2 separate regions of the Sus scrofa genome follow, and region 1 is linked to region 2. Evidence: chromatin contacts called from public HiChIP or PLAC-seq data. All regions are on one chromosome and are shown on one strand. The core of a region is the stretch at or near the end of the contact, and the rest is flanking DNA. Distances in the headings are between cores, read along the strand shown.

Region 1 (5,927 bases), core at 3,308-5,807, 88 kb after region 2:
GGAGTTGCAAAATGGTCCTTTCGGGGTTGCATCTCCTCTTGTGAATGGGACTTGTAGCAAGTAGAACACTCCCTCGTCAATTATGTCGTTCCCCCCAAAGATTACGGATGAAGCAACGGAAGCTCTGAGAGATGAGGTCAAGCCAGCAGGTGGTGGCGTCTGGTGGGAACCCAGCTTGGTGACTTCACGGCTGGAGCTTGATTATGCTCCATAAAGTCCTTGTCCCTTCGAAGCCGTCCCTGACCCTCTCCCCAGCCTCGGCCCAGGCACTGGGTGCCTCCTCAGGTCTCCCTTGGTGCCAGGCACTAAGATGTAGGTAATGTTTCTTACTGTGGAGTTGCCGTGACAAAAAATATGAGTTCGTGTTGGGGTTTGTCAACAGTGAGGGCCGCCCAGGGCGGGGGGTGAATGGTGTGTAAATCACAGGGCCCCCGGCGTGGAAACGTGGCCAGCGTGGCTCAGGCCACGGAGTCGCTCGCCAAGGCTGTGGCTTCCGCTCCTGGGAAGCAGCTTCCTTCCTTTCCTGCAAGAAGGGTCAGGGCTCTTTCCTAGGAGGGACTGCAGAGCCAGAGGACAGCTCATCCATGGCCCCACTTGATGGATAGACAGTAGGCTCCCGAAATGTTCTAGGATCTGGTTTAAGTCCAGACAAAACAGCGTTTGACACCCCAGCCCTTGCTCAGAAGGAGAAGATCGGGGGGGTGTTTGTCCTTCCTGTAACCCCCCCATTTCCCCGTGTTTATTCATTTCATTTGGGATGATAGACAAAGATGATGATTTACAACCCAAATCTTCTTTTTTAGGAAATATTTCTGGCACTGGTTTTCAATTTTGCAACCATACTTGCAGGAGCTATTCTTAGACTCATCACTGTGTCTCTTTTTCAAAGCTCCACCAGGCTGTATATAGACACCTTCTCCAGTTTTGAGTTTCTTTATATAGATGCTTTCTCCACTTTTGAGTTTTTAAGTCTAGAAAACACGCTCTTGGTCGATGTGTTCGAGATCATTTATTTTTACAGGAAAATAGAATGATAAAGGGCTCTCCTAAGGTAGAAACTTAGAGCTGAGAGCAAACATGGCTCAGACGGGGGCAGAGGGCACTGGAGAGGGGGCAGGGGTGGGGGTGGGGGAGACAGGGGGCAAAGAGGGCATCAGCTCAGACTTGGAGGGGATAGGAGGGGTCATCTGGGCAGACCTCAGGGTTCAGGCTGAGATGGTTGGGTTTGGGGGTTTGGCCGTTTTCTGGGCCCACTGAACCTGTGCAGGCACGTGGCTGGTTGGGGTGGAGCTGAGACTCGAGCTCCGCCCAGGGCTCTTTGCACCTGTTTGCATCAGTGGTTGGCTTTTCTCCTGGCCCGTTGCAGGTTAGTCTTCTAGGGCCTCTGCCGCAGGGAGACTCCATGACCCCAGGATGTTGTTGCCCAGCCTGTCAACAGGTGGCAGCACTGAGAGGGACTTCCATCAGAGCCATGGGTCTCTGAAGCCCATAGATGCAGGAGTGGCCAGCCCTCCCAAGAGCAATTCCAGGTGGTCCCGCCTGAATCGCTTGGCTCTTTGAAAGCAGCTGCAGCCCCCGGCCTGGCCTGGGTCCCTGTTTGTACCCTTGCCAGGTGAACCCTAACAACAGCTCTTCCTTGCAACATCAGTGTTCCTTTCCAGTGGAAAACCACTAATGTGGTGCCCCAGGTACTGAAGGTGCCACCAGGAAGTGTGGGGCCGACATGAGAGCCCACCTGGGGTAACAGCACAGGGTCCTGGAGCGCGGTCTGTGTCCTTCCCACTCCCACCTTTACTTTCCCACCTGGAATCTTCCTTTATGCCAACTTTCTCAGCTCTGTTGCTTCTCTCTGAAGTACCTCAAATTCCTTTTGAAATAAAGAATGCAAATCAAGGGATCATAAAATAAACGTTATAAATGGCCTTGGTGCTGGGGATTCACAGATGGAAATGTGGTCTTGCCTCAAAGAGTAGAGGGTCTTAGGAGGATAAACATGAGCAAGTGACAGAGCTGCGTGTTACACAGAACAGCAGAGGCAGCAAAATGCATGGAAGGCCCTGATCAGAGCAAGTGAACAGGGCAGGCTTTTAGGAAGATGGATGCATGAGCTCAATTAAAAGTCAGCCAGTTTGGAATTCCGGTCGTGGCTCAGTGGTTAACAAATCCGACTGGATTTGATCCCTGACCTTGCTCGTGGGTGAAGGGTCCGGTGTTGCCGTGAGCTGTGGTGTAGGTCACAGACACGGTTCGGATCCTGTGTTGCTGTGGCTCTGGTGTAGGCTGGCAGCTACATCTCCGATTAGACCCCTAGCCTGGGAACCTCCATATGCTGCAGGAGCAGCCCCAGAAAAGGCGAAAGGCAAAAGGCCAAAAAAAAAAAAAAAAAAAAAAAAAAGTCAGGCAGTTTGAAGCGGGGGGAGGGCCACAAAGTCTCCAAAACTGCACAGCTGGATGGTGAGGAATGGCTGCCAGCTGTTAGGGAGACTGGGGGAAAATGGCGAAGAAGAGACACAGGTCCTCAGAGGAGATGCCTCAGCACTAAAGTGATCTTGCTAGACTAGGAGGTGTAAAGATGGGCGGAGCCAGCAGGTAACTTCTGAACACCTGCCGAGTGCCTGCACCGTTCCAGCTGCCAGAGGGCCAGTCTTGAGCAGAACAGAGCGCCTGCCCCCAGGGAGATGATGTCTGGTGCAGGAGGCAGTTAACAAATAGTGTCTTGTTTGTCAGGTGCAGTCGGTGTAAGGAGGGCTCTGGAGAGGGACAGAGCAGAGCAGAGTTGTGGGAGCACCTGCGCTGAGGGAGGGCTTGGCACGTTTGAGCGGGCGGTCAGGGCAGAGACCTAAGGACGTTCGGGAGCGAGCTCTGTGATTGGGTAGAGACAGCCCGTGCAAAGGCCCTGCGGTAGGATCGGGCTTGGCCTGTTCAAGGAGCAGCAGGAGGCCAGTGTGCTGGAGTGCAGGATTGAGATGGAAATTAAGATCGGGCAGTCTTATGGTCAGCAGCTTATCCTCCCCTGGAGATGGGAGCTGTTGGAGGGTTTTGGGTAGAGGAGAGGCCCAGTCCGACTGATGCCTTAGGAGGCGTGAGAATGGCAGGGTCAAGGGTCAAGGGCAGAAGCAGAGAGATGGTCAGGAGCCAGTCCATTAAGCCAGGGGAGACATGCTGGGGGCTGGAGTGAGGTGTGGTCAAGGTCCGGTCACATTTTGAAGGTGGGTGTCGAGCCCTGGAGGGTTCTTCCTGACACCACCATTGATGCTGGAAGGAGGCTCACATCGTGCTTCCTTCTGTCTAGGCCCGCTCGTCGCCTGCTCTGAGGTTCTCTCAGGGAGCCCCCTGCTTCTGGGCACCATGACCGTGAGGGGGGCCGTGCTGGCCCCGGATCCAGCCTCGCCCACCACAGCAGCAGCCTCGCCCAGCATCTCCGTGATCCCCGAGGGCAGCCCCACGGCCATGGAGCAGCCTGTGTTCCTGATGACAACCGCCGCTCAGGCCATCTCTGGCTTCTTCGTTTGGACAGCCCTGCTCATCACCTGCCACCAGGTATCCAGGCCAGGGAGGAACCCCAGCCCTCTAGGGAGGTCCTGAGAGCTTTCTTGTCCAATAGAGAATCAGTTAGACCAGGTCAAGCTATGCTGGAGTAATAAGCAAGCCCCAAATCTCAGGGGCTTCAACCAGGAGAATCAGTTTCTCTCTCTTTTTTTTTTTTTAAAGTTTTTTCGCCTTTTTTTAGGGCTGCTCCTGGGACACATGGAAGTTCCCAGGCTAGGGGTCGAATCGGAGCTGCAGCTGCCAGCCTACACCACAGCCACAGCAACCCCAGATCTGAGGCACGTCTGTGACCTACGCCACAGCTAGGGCAATGCCAGATCCTTAACCCACTGAGCGAGGCCGAGGATCAGACCTGCATCCTCATGGATACTGGTCAGGTTCTTAACCTGAGGAGCCATAATGGGAACTCCGAGAATCAGTTTCTTGCTCAGCCTGCACAGTGCAGGTCAGGTTCCTTTTTGTGGCTCCAGCATCGTGCAGCTTCGAGACATTGTCTGTCTGACAACTGCGTGTCAGGAAGGGTGTGTGCGGAAGGCACTCTGGGCATTTAACCTTCTCAACCAGCAATGGCCCTTGTCGTTTCTGCTTACCTTCCGTGGGCCAGACCTGGTCATGCGACCAGCCTAAGCTGTAGGGGAGCCTGGAGACTGAGGAGGAACACAGGATGGCAGTGGTCCCTTGGTAGATGAGAACACTGACACCCAGCGAGGGAGGACGGAGGGAGAACTTGCCTAGTCACGAACAAGTTGGTGGCAGAGCTGGGACACAAGTCAAGTCTCCCGTCCCCCGTCGCCATCCCCAGGGAAGCTGCCTGAGGAAGCGGGTTTGAGGGTTGCCTAGTGAAGAGGGGAGGCTGAGCGTTCAGGTCCCAGCGTTCCCCTTCCCTTCTAGAACCCTAGTGCTTCCAAGGCGGTTGGCTCACAGCAGATGGGGAATTCTGTTCTCCTCCCAAGCCCAGGGCTTGGCTGGGCCAAGCATGAAATCATGGGAGCCGGGACAAGAGACTCTGGCTGTGGGACTGTGCAGCGTGGCTAGAGCAGTTCTTGGCATTTGTGCGTAGCTTTATTTTTACCCCTGCTTTCTAAAAACCACATTTCAACTTCCCAGGGAGGCAGGCAGCGCTGCCTCTGCTCAGCAGATGGGAAAATGAGACACAGGATGAGGACATCACTGCGGACCCTCAGCCAGGAAGAGCTTCCACCTTCTGTGGAAGTGAGGGGCCCTCCTGTCTCTCCCCATACACCCTGCGTCAGCTAAGGGCCGGGGTGGGCGGGCGACCACCTGGATGCCGGTGTTCTAGCTCCACGCCCCAGGGCCCAGGTGTTTAGAGAGGCCGGGTGGCGGGGGACACACACATGCACGCGAACAGCCCCTGCACCACGCGCCTGCGGTTCCCAGACCTGGCTGTGCACCCGAATCCCCAGGGAGCTTGTCACGGCTGCGGCTCCCCAGCCTGGCCCTGACTCATCTGCTCTTGTGGCCCGTGTCTGTGAGGTGGCTGCAAGCTCCACGCTCCCCTTGATTTGATGCTCACAGCAGCCTCGCAGTGGACGTTGTGTCGTTGCACTTTGCCAAGGGGCCGCTGATAAGGCTCGTTCCGCGCCCTGGGCCGGGCTCCTCCTCCAGTGGTGCCGAAGGGCTGAGGCAGCTGCGGGCACAGTCGGGGCTCCAGCTGACCCGGCCCTCTGCCCCCAGATCTACATGCACCTGCGCTGCTACAGCTGCCCCAACGAGCAGCGCTACATCGTCCGCATCCTCTTCATCGTGCCCATCTACGCCTTCGACTCCTGGCTCAGCCTCCTCTTCTTCACCAACGACCAGTACTACGTGTACTTCGGCACCGTGCGGGACTGCTACGAGGGTGAGGACGGCGCGGCCCGGGAGGGCTGGGTGGGAAGGGGGCTGCACGCCCCCCTTGTCCGGGAGCCAGGAGCCCCTCTTCCTGGCTTCCTCCCTGGCCTGGGGTGGGCAGGGAGCGGGGACGAGCATTTGCTCTGGGCAGAGAGGCATCCTAACCTGCGGGCCAGTCGGCAGGTGCCAGGGGCTGTGCAGGCGGCAGAGGCCAAGTGGTTAGAGGGTCTGCCCTGGAGGCAGGGACGGGGCAGGTACAGCCCTGCAGGACAGACAGGGCCCCCAAGACAGGTCACAGACCATCAGGAATATGGAAGAAGGGCCCTGAATTCAAGATCCCTGGTCTCACGCCCACCCTGCTCGTGGTCCTACGTTTTCCTGTTTCCTCCCGGACGCATACTGCCGCTTTCAGGTAGAGCAGCCAGGTGTGATTTCCTCATGCCAAGGCCAGGCAGCCTTGGTGTCTGAACTGGTATCTGCTTCCCAGACCCGGGAGGGCTTTGCCCCGGCCCTGGGCTCTGTGGATG
Region 2 (6,866 bases), core at 1,171-3,670:
AGACAAAAGACAAAAAAAAAAAAAAAGTAAAATAAATCTAATGGGGTCTGGTCTCAAGGGTCTCTGGAGGACTGGGGGTGGTGGTGGCAGGGGATGAGATGGGTAAAGGGCCTGACTTGGCCCTGGGTTTATCGTGAATATTCACTACACAAAAATATATGTAAGGGAGTTCCCGTTGTGGCTCAGTGGGTTAAGAACCTGACCAAGTATCCCTGAGGATGCAGGTTCAATCCCTGGCCTCGCTCAGTGGATGAAGGATCTGGGGGTGCCAAAAGCTGCGGTGTAGGTTGCAGACGCAGCTCAGATCCAGTGTGGCCATGGCTGTGGTGAGGCCTGAGGCTGCAGCTCCAATTCAGCCCCTGAACTTCCATGTGCCGCAGGTGGGGCTGAAGGAAGGAAGGAAGAGAGAGAGAGAAAGAGAGAAAGAGAAGGAAGGAGGAAAAAAGAAAGAATGAAATAGAGGGAGGAAGAAAGAGGGAAAAAAGGCGGGCAGGCACATGAGAGCGAGTTCAGAGTAGGGGGTGGAGAACAGACTCGGCTGGGGGTGGGGAGGTGTCCTGGGGGTGATGTGTGCTGGCGGATGCGGGTGAAGAGGCAGGGGCTTGTCCAGGCTGCCCGGTCTGGGAATGCGGAGAGTGATGGGAGACCACCTGAGGAGGAAAGAGGCCTCCCTCAGGATAAAGACTGACACAGGTGTCACTGGAACCAGAGACATCATATGCAAATACATACAACAGACCATGCAAATTAGCCTGACTGGTGGCCACTGGGAAGAGGACCCAGCAGGTGATTTTGTTCCCAGGGCCACCTGTAACAGAAACACCTGGGGAACGTATCCTGGTCCCCCGCCACCCCCAGACCCACTGCCTCCAGCCCCTGGAGCTGCAGCCCAGAAGTCCGCAAGTTCAAGGAGCCCCCCAGGCGATTATTTGCTAGTACTCATTTATTGAACATGCACATAAGGCATCATAATTATAAGACATTATAACATACGCACATTATAATAATAAAGTAAACATTCAGATAGAAAAGTAAACCTCCCTCCCTCCTCATTCCCCACCCCCATGCCCAGAAACAGCCACCAGTACCGGTTCCTGTATGTCCTTCTGGAAGCTACTCTGCCTCTGAGCCCTCAGATCCACAGCATCCAGGAGTCTTTGGGTGATGTCTCTGGGTCACTAGCAAACCAAACTGTCCCTTATTCACATCTTTGTTCACTCACTCAAAATTCACTAAGAGCCTGCGGGGCTCAGACACTCAGCGCTCAGTGACCCTGACTGACTCGGCCTCTCCCCTCTTCTCTCTAGGCCTTGATGATCTCATCTGTTAAATGGGTGCATTATCTCACCCGTAGGAGGGAGAATGCCTATGGGAGGAGCTAAACCTACAGTCCCTCCTTGCCTCCTTCCCTCGAGCCCCCCCACTCCCCCAACTCAGAAGTCCCCAAGAAGCTTAGCACCCCCCATCTGCCCTCCTCCCAGGCCCCATCCAGTTGGAGCGCCCCACCTCCTGGGCCAGAATCCGGAGCTCTCCCTTGCAGTTGCCCCCCACCCCCTTCACTAAGTCCTGTATTTTCTTCCAGCAAAAGGCTCAGCTAGCTGGCTTCAGCTCCCACAAATCTGCAAGCTCAAGGGTGGCCCCACACCAATGTCTTAGTTTGAGCCGTCGAGCTCCAGGAACCCCCTCTGTCAAGTTCCAAAGCCTCTCTATTTTCAGACCAGCACATAATTCAGCCATAGCCCGGATGCTTCAAGGCAGACCCATCACCAACACTCAGGGCCACCTGTTCAAGTGACATGGCCTCCCAGAATCGTCCCTAGTTTCCCAATTGTGAGTGAACGCATTCAGGGCACGTCTAAGGGGCACGGGCTCAGTCCCGAGAGTTTCGGGCGGTCAGGGCGCATCTTCTCTCCGCCAAGGGTTTGGTAAAAAGGCGCGCCCCCCGCCCCGCGTGACCCGGACCCAGCGGCCCCGCCGCGCCCCGCCTGCAGCGCCCGCGGAGGCCACATGGGGGCAGCAGGCGAGCGCCCTCCAAGCCGCCCGCCGCCCAAGTTCTAGCCCGGAGGCAGCCCGGATGCTGTGGGAGGAAAAGCATCCGGGAAACAGGGGACCTGGGCCGGGAGCTGGCCTGGCGCTGACGCCCCGCTGGGGTCCCAGGCAGGTTGCCTAACCCCCCCGGAGCCTCAGTTTCCCCATCAGAGGGACCAGGCCGTCCACAAGGGCCTCTTTGGCCCTGACAATCCCTGAGCGGGATTTAGTAACGAATGGAGAGTGGCTTTTGTGCCTGGTGTCCCTGCTCACAAAGCGGGGTCCTCTCTTGGGCTGACAGAAGCCCAGGTGGGGAAAAGGAGCCGGGAGAGGGAAGTGAGCCTCCTGAGGTCACATCCGACTCCAAGCCCAGCTCCCGCCCCGTGGAGATCCCTGTGTACAGACCAGCAGGCCAGGCCCCCAAAGGGGAGGGGATTTGCCGGTGCCTTTGTGCGAGGATCAGGGCTGAGCCGCGCCCAGCCTCTGTCTCTGCTGTTTCCACCACCTCCCTGGAGGTTGTTGTTGTTTTTTTTGTTTGTTTGTTTTGTTTTGTTTTCAGGGCCACACCTGCAGCATATGGAAGTTCCCGGATAGGAGTCCAACGTGCACTGCAGCTGCCAGCCTACACCACAGTCAGAGCAATGCCAGATCCAAGCCGCATCTGCGACCTACATCAGAGGACAACCCTGGATTCTAAACCCACTGACCGAGGCCAAGGATCAAACCCGGATCCTCATCCATACTCCACATTATTGTGGGGGTCTCAACCCGTTGAGCCACAACGGGAACTCCTCCCTGGAGGTTTAAGGACTTAGCAACCACCACCCCACCTCCTACCTTTACTTGGAAAATGAAAGGGAATAAGAATTGGCAGCTCAGAGTTCTCGCTGTGCCCCAACGAGATTGGCAGCCTCTTGGGAGTGTTGGGACACTGGTTCAATCCCCAGGCAGGTGCAGTGGGTTAAGGATCCGACATTGCCGCAGCTGTAGCTTGGATCTGCTCTCTGGCCCCGGAACCCATATGCCTCGGGGAGGCCAAAAATGGAAAAAACAAACAAACAAAAAAGAATTGGCAGCTCAGCACACACAGCCGGAGAAGGGAGAGGCTGCAGAGGCCCCATGGGAAGTCCTGGGCTGAGGGTTCAGCCTTCTTTACCACCTCTGGAGGGTCTGCAACAGGCTGGGGGCCTGGCCCTGTTGCCAGGACTGGCTCCTACCCGGCTCTCTTCAAACATCTCCTCAGGCCTAGCCTAACACAGCCCCTTCCATCTCCTTCCAGAAGGAGGACAAAGCTGGGGGTGGCCTTCCAAACTCCTGAGCACGGCCCCGCTCACAAGCGCAGCACAGCAGCCAGAAGAGGCAGATGAAGATCCTGAGGTTCCGAGTGGGTCAGAGGTGGGGCCAGGACTTGAACTTCCCACCCCAGGCTGTTTACACCCCTCCCTACAGACCTCGGAACAGGAAAGGAGGGCAGAGGGGCTATTTGCTGAGACTGCCTCGAGCCGGGCTGGGACCTGAGCTGGAGCCGTGCTCCCGCTGCTCTGAGAAACAGCTCCATGATGCATTTCACTTACAGATGAGGACGGAGCCCCGGCCACCAGGGATGAGCAGACCGGGATTTAAGCCAGGTCAACTTGGCTCCCACACCTGGCACTGAGCCTAGAGTCTGACCTGTCTCTCACAAAGGGCCCTGCAGGCCACTCCCTCCTGTGGCCCCGGAGCCCAGAGACCAGCACGGGGAGCAGGTTTCTAGGGTGACCCCCAGTAAGTCGGGGCAACTCCCTGTGCCTCGGTTTCCCCAGCCCTACCTACTTGCAGCACAAAAAAGTAATGAGGAAGAGTTCCTGCTGCGGCTCAGCAGGTTAAGAACCTGACATGGTGTCCGAGAGGATGCCAGTTGGATCCCCAGCATTGCTCAGCTGGCATCACCGCCAGCTGCAGTGTAGATCGCAGACGCGGCTCAGATCCAGTGGTGCTGTGGCTGTGGTGTAGGCCGGCAGCTACAGCTCTGATTCGACCCCTAGCCTGGGAACTTCCATGTGCTGCAGGTGTGGCCATGAAAAGAACTGAGGAGCGCCTCGCCTGTTCCAGCTAGTGCAGGTGCAGCGGGGGGAGCATCATGGGCCAGCCTTCCAGGACCCTCCCCCAGGTTGGGGGGAGAGGTGAAGACACAGCCCAGGACCACCAGGACCAGCATCACCAGGGTTGGCATCGAGGGTCATGGCCCGGGCTGATGTCATGGTGACAGGTCCTTCCCTACCACCCGCACTCAGACCCAGGCAGTGAGTGCCCAGCCTTGGCAGAGGGTGGAGTCCTTTGGCCTCCAGGACTGCCCTGGTCAGAGAAATATGTCAGCGGAAGGACCGGAGAGTCACCTGCTTTCCATTATGGTCGTCATCGTCGCCATTCTCACTGCCACCATCATCCTCACGAACTCCAGAGAAGTTCAAAGAACTTCCTCCTGGAGTTCCCGTCGTGGCTCAGTGGGTAACAAATCCGACTAGGAACCATGAGGTTGTGGGTTCGATCCCTGGCCTTGCTCAGTGGGTTAATGCTCCGGCGTTGCCGTGAGCTGTGGTGTAGGTCGCAGATGCGGCTCGGATCCTGCGTTGCTGTGGCTCTGGAGTAGGCTGGCGGCTACAGCTCCGATTCGACCCCTAGCCTGGGAACTTCCATATGCTGTGGGTGCAACCCTAGAAAAGGCAAAAAGACAAAAAAAAAAAAAAAAAAAGAACTTCCTCCTGGCCCATGTGTGGCCCACTCCATGGAAGCAGGGGGCTTGGGGAGAAGCCCTCTGGTGGTCTCCCCCATTGGAGTTGGGACAACAGGCAGAGGCCTGAAGCTTATCCCATGAATTCTCTGCTTAGGAGCCCAGGAGACTTCTCAGAGGAGGTGGCCTGTCTTCTGAGCTTTAAGAAACAGGTTGTGGGAGTTCCCTCTGTGGCACGGTGGGTTAATGATCTGACTTGTCTCTGTGGCTCAGATTCACAGGTGTGGCCAAAAAAGAAAAGAAAAAAGAAACAGGCAGTGTGGCTCCACTCGTACATGCTACCAGGAGGTGTCAAGTTTACAGAGACAGAAAGCAGAATGGGGGCCGCCCCTGGTTAGGGAGCCAGCGCTTAGTGGGCACCCGGTTTCAGTTTGGGAAGATGATGGTGGGGGGGTGGTCGTGCAGCAGCGTGAAGGTACCCACAACACGGAACTGTACGCTTAAAAATGGCTGAAATGGGAGTTCCCGTCGTGGCGCAGTGGTTAACGAATCCAACTAGGAACCACGAGGTTGTGGTTCGATCCCTGGCCTTGCTCAGTGGGATAAGGATCCGGCGTGGCTGTGGCGTAGGCTGGTGGCTACAGCTCCGATTCGCCCCCTAGCCTGGGAAACTCCATATGCCATGGGTGCAGCCCTGGAAGAGGCAAAAAGACAAGAAACAAGTCTAAAACGGTAACTTTTAAGTTATGGATATTTCACCACAATTTAAAACACACACAATTTTAATATTAAAAAATTTTTAATTTTTGTCTAAACATTTTTTGAGGAAAAACTGAGAAAATGAACATTTCCATTTCCACTTTTTAAAAAATAAAGGCTTGAGCAGGAATTGGGCAGGCAGAGCAGGGGACAGAGAGTCCCGTGAAGTTGGAGAAGAGGAGGCAGAGTGTGTCTCCAAAGTCAAGTGCACCGAATAGGACCCCAGACCGCAGCGGCGGGGTGCGGGGGGCATTGGCAGGAGGGCAGGGGGGGCAGAGGCCCGCCCCTGCCTCTCTCTCAGTCCTTCATGATCCCAGCATCTCCCACCCCGGCCTGGACCCCAACCCTCCCCACACAGAGTCACACCGGACAAGACCCTCCCAGCTCCCAAGACCTCTTGGTCACCCTAGCTCCTGGAGCTTAGTGTCTCTCAGTCCTCCTGCCCCCACCCCACCCCGCCCCAGCTGTCACACACATCCCTGCCCTCTGAGAGGACCCCCAGGTCTACCCTCCGCTAAAAATCTCCTGGGACCCCTGAAGTCTGCAAGAGTCAATCCAGAGGCGTCAGTGTGGCACTCCGGGCTCCTGCCATCACTCCTCAGGGGTTGCAGCAGACCCTGCACCTGCCTGGTGGGCACTGGTGCACACCTCAAGGCATGGCCCTGTAGGAGCCTCGGCTCCTGGCAGCCCACACCCTGCCCGCCCCTCCCTCCCCCCGGGCCCTGTCTCTCCCCTGCTCTGAGCCTGCCCTCTCCCAGCCCCCAGGGTAGACCTCACGTCCTCTTCCCAGCGTCTCCTGTACGGCTCCCTGGACATCTTCCCGAAGACCCACAGGCCAGAGTCAGGTGTCTTTGTTCCTTTTTTTTTTTCTTCTTAGGGCTGCACCCACAGCACGTGGAAGCTCCCCGGCTATGAGCCAGATAGAAGCTATAGCGGCCGGCCCACAGCAACCACAGCCACAGCCACTCAGGATCCGAGCCGTGTGTACAGCTCACAGCAACGTCAGATCCCTAACCCACGGAGCGAGGTCAGGGACTGAACCCACGTCCTCATGGGTACTAGTTGGGTTTGTTACTGCTGAGCCATGACGGGAACTCCCAGGGTCAGGTGTCTCTGAACTCCATACCCTTCCTGGTGCCAGAGCACAGTAGAGGCTCAGGCAGGATCGGCTAAAGGGATTGGTTTTAAGCAGCTTTCCCGTCCACCCTCTTAGTTCAGTGGGAACAAGTGGGGGAGGCGGAGAGAGGTGTCAGGAGCCCTGGGTTCCTGCTGGGCAAGATCTGCTGTGTGCCCTCAGCAGCCAAGTGTCCCCTCCTCTGGACTTTGGTTACGAACTTCTAGGAAGTGTGGTCTCCTGGGAGTCAATCCC

The links. HiChIP or PLAC-seq counts read pairs in DNA pulled down with a chosen protein or histone mark.
Region 1: an H3K27ac HiChIP or PLAC-seq map of skeletal muscle shows a contact between it and region 2, with 3 times the contacts expected there. The contact joins two enhancer-like sites. A contact is called at or near these places in 3 of 47 Hi-C or Micro-C datasets (blood, embryonic fibroblasts and mesenteric adipose tissue) and 2 of 2 datasets of contacts at active chromatin or transcription factors (alveolar macrophages and skeletal muscle).

Annotation. Positions count from the first base shown.
Region 1 is chr5:9,654,119-9,660,045 of Sscrofa11.1, forward strand. It overlaps TMEM184B (transmembrane protein 184B), which reads left to right. Exons shown (of 10, transcript XM_005655511.3): 2 at 3,293-3,540; 3 at 5,245-5,410. The coding sequence starts at 3,349. Among named protein-coding and RNA genes, the nearest start is that of TMEM184B, 24 kb to the left of the region's middle. Within about 2 kb of position 4,558, at least 2 of the 83 cell types and tissues checked have an H3K27ac peak or open chromatin away from gene starts, as enhancers often do. A contact at or near this core is called in skeletal muscle, where this site is marked.
Region 2 is chr5:9,567,916-9,574,781 of Sscrofa11.1, forward strand. No RefSeq gene overlaps it. Among named protein-coding and RNA genes, the nearest start is that of KCNJ4, 45 kb to the left of the region's middle. Within about 2 kb of position 2,421, at least 23 of the 83 cell types and tissues checked have an H3K27ac peak or open chromatin away from gene starts, as enhancers often do. A contact at or near this core is called in skeletal muscle, where this site is marked.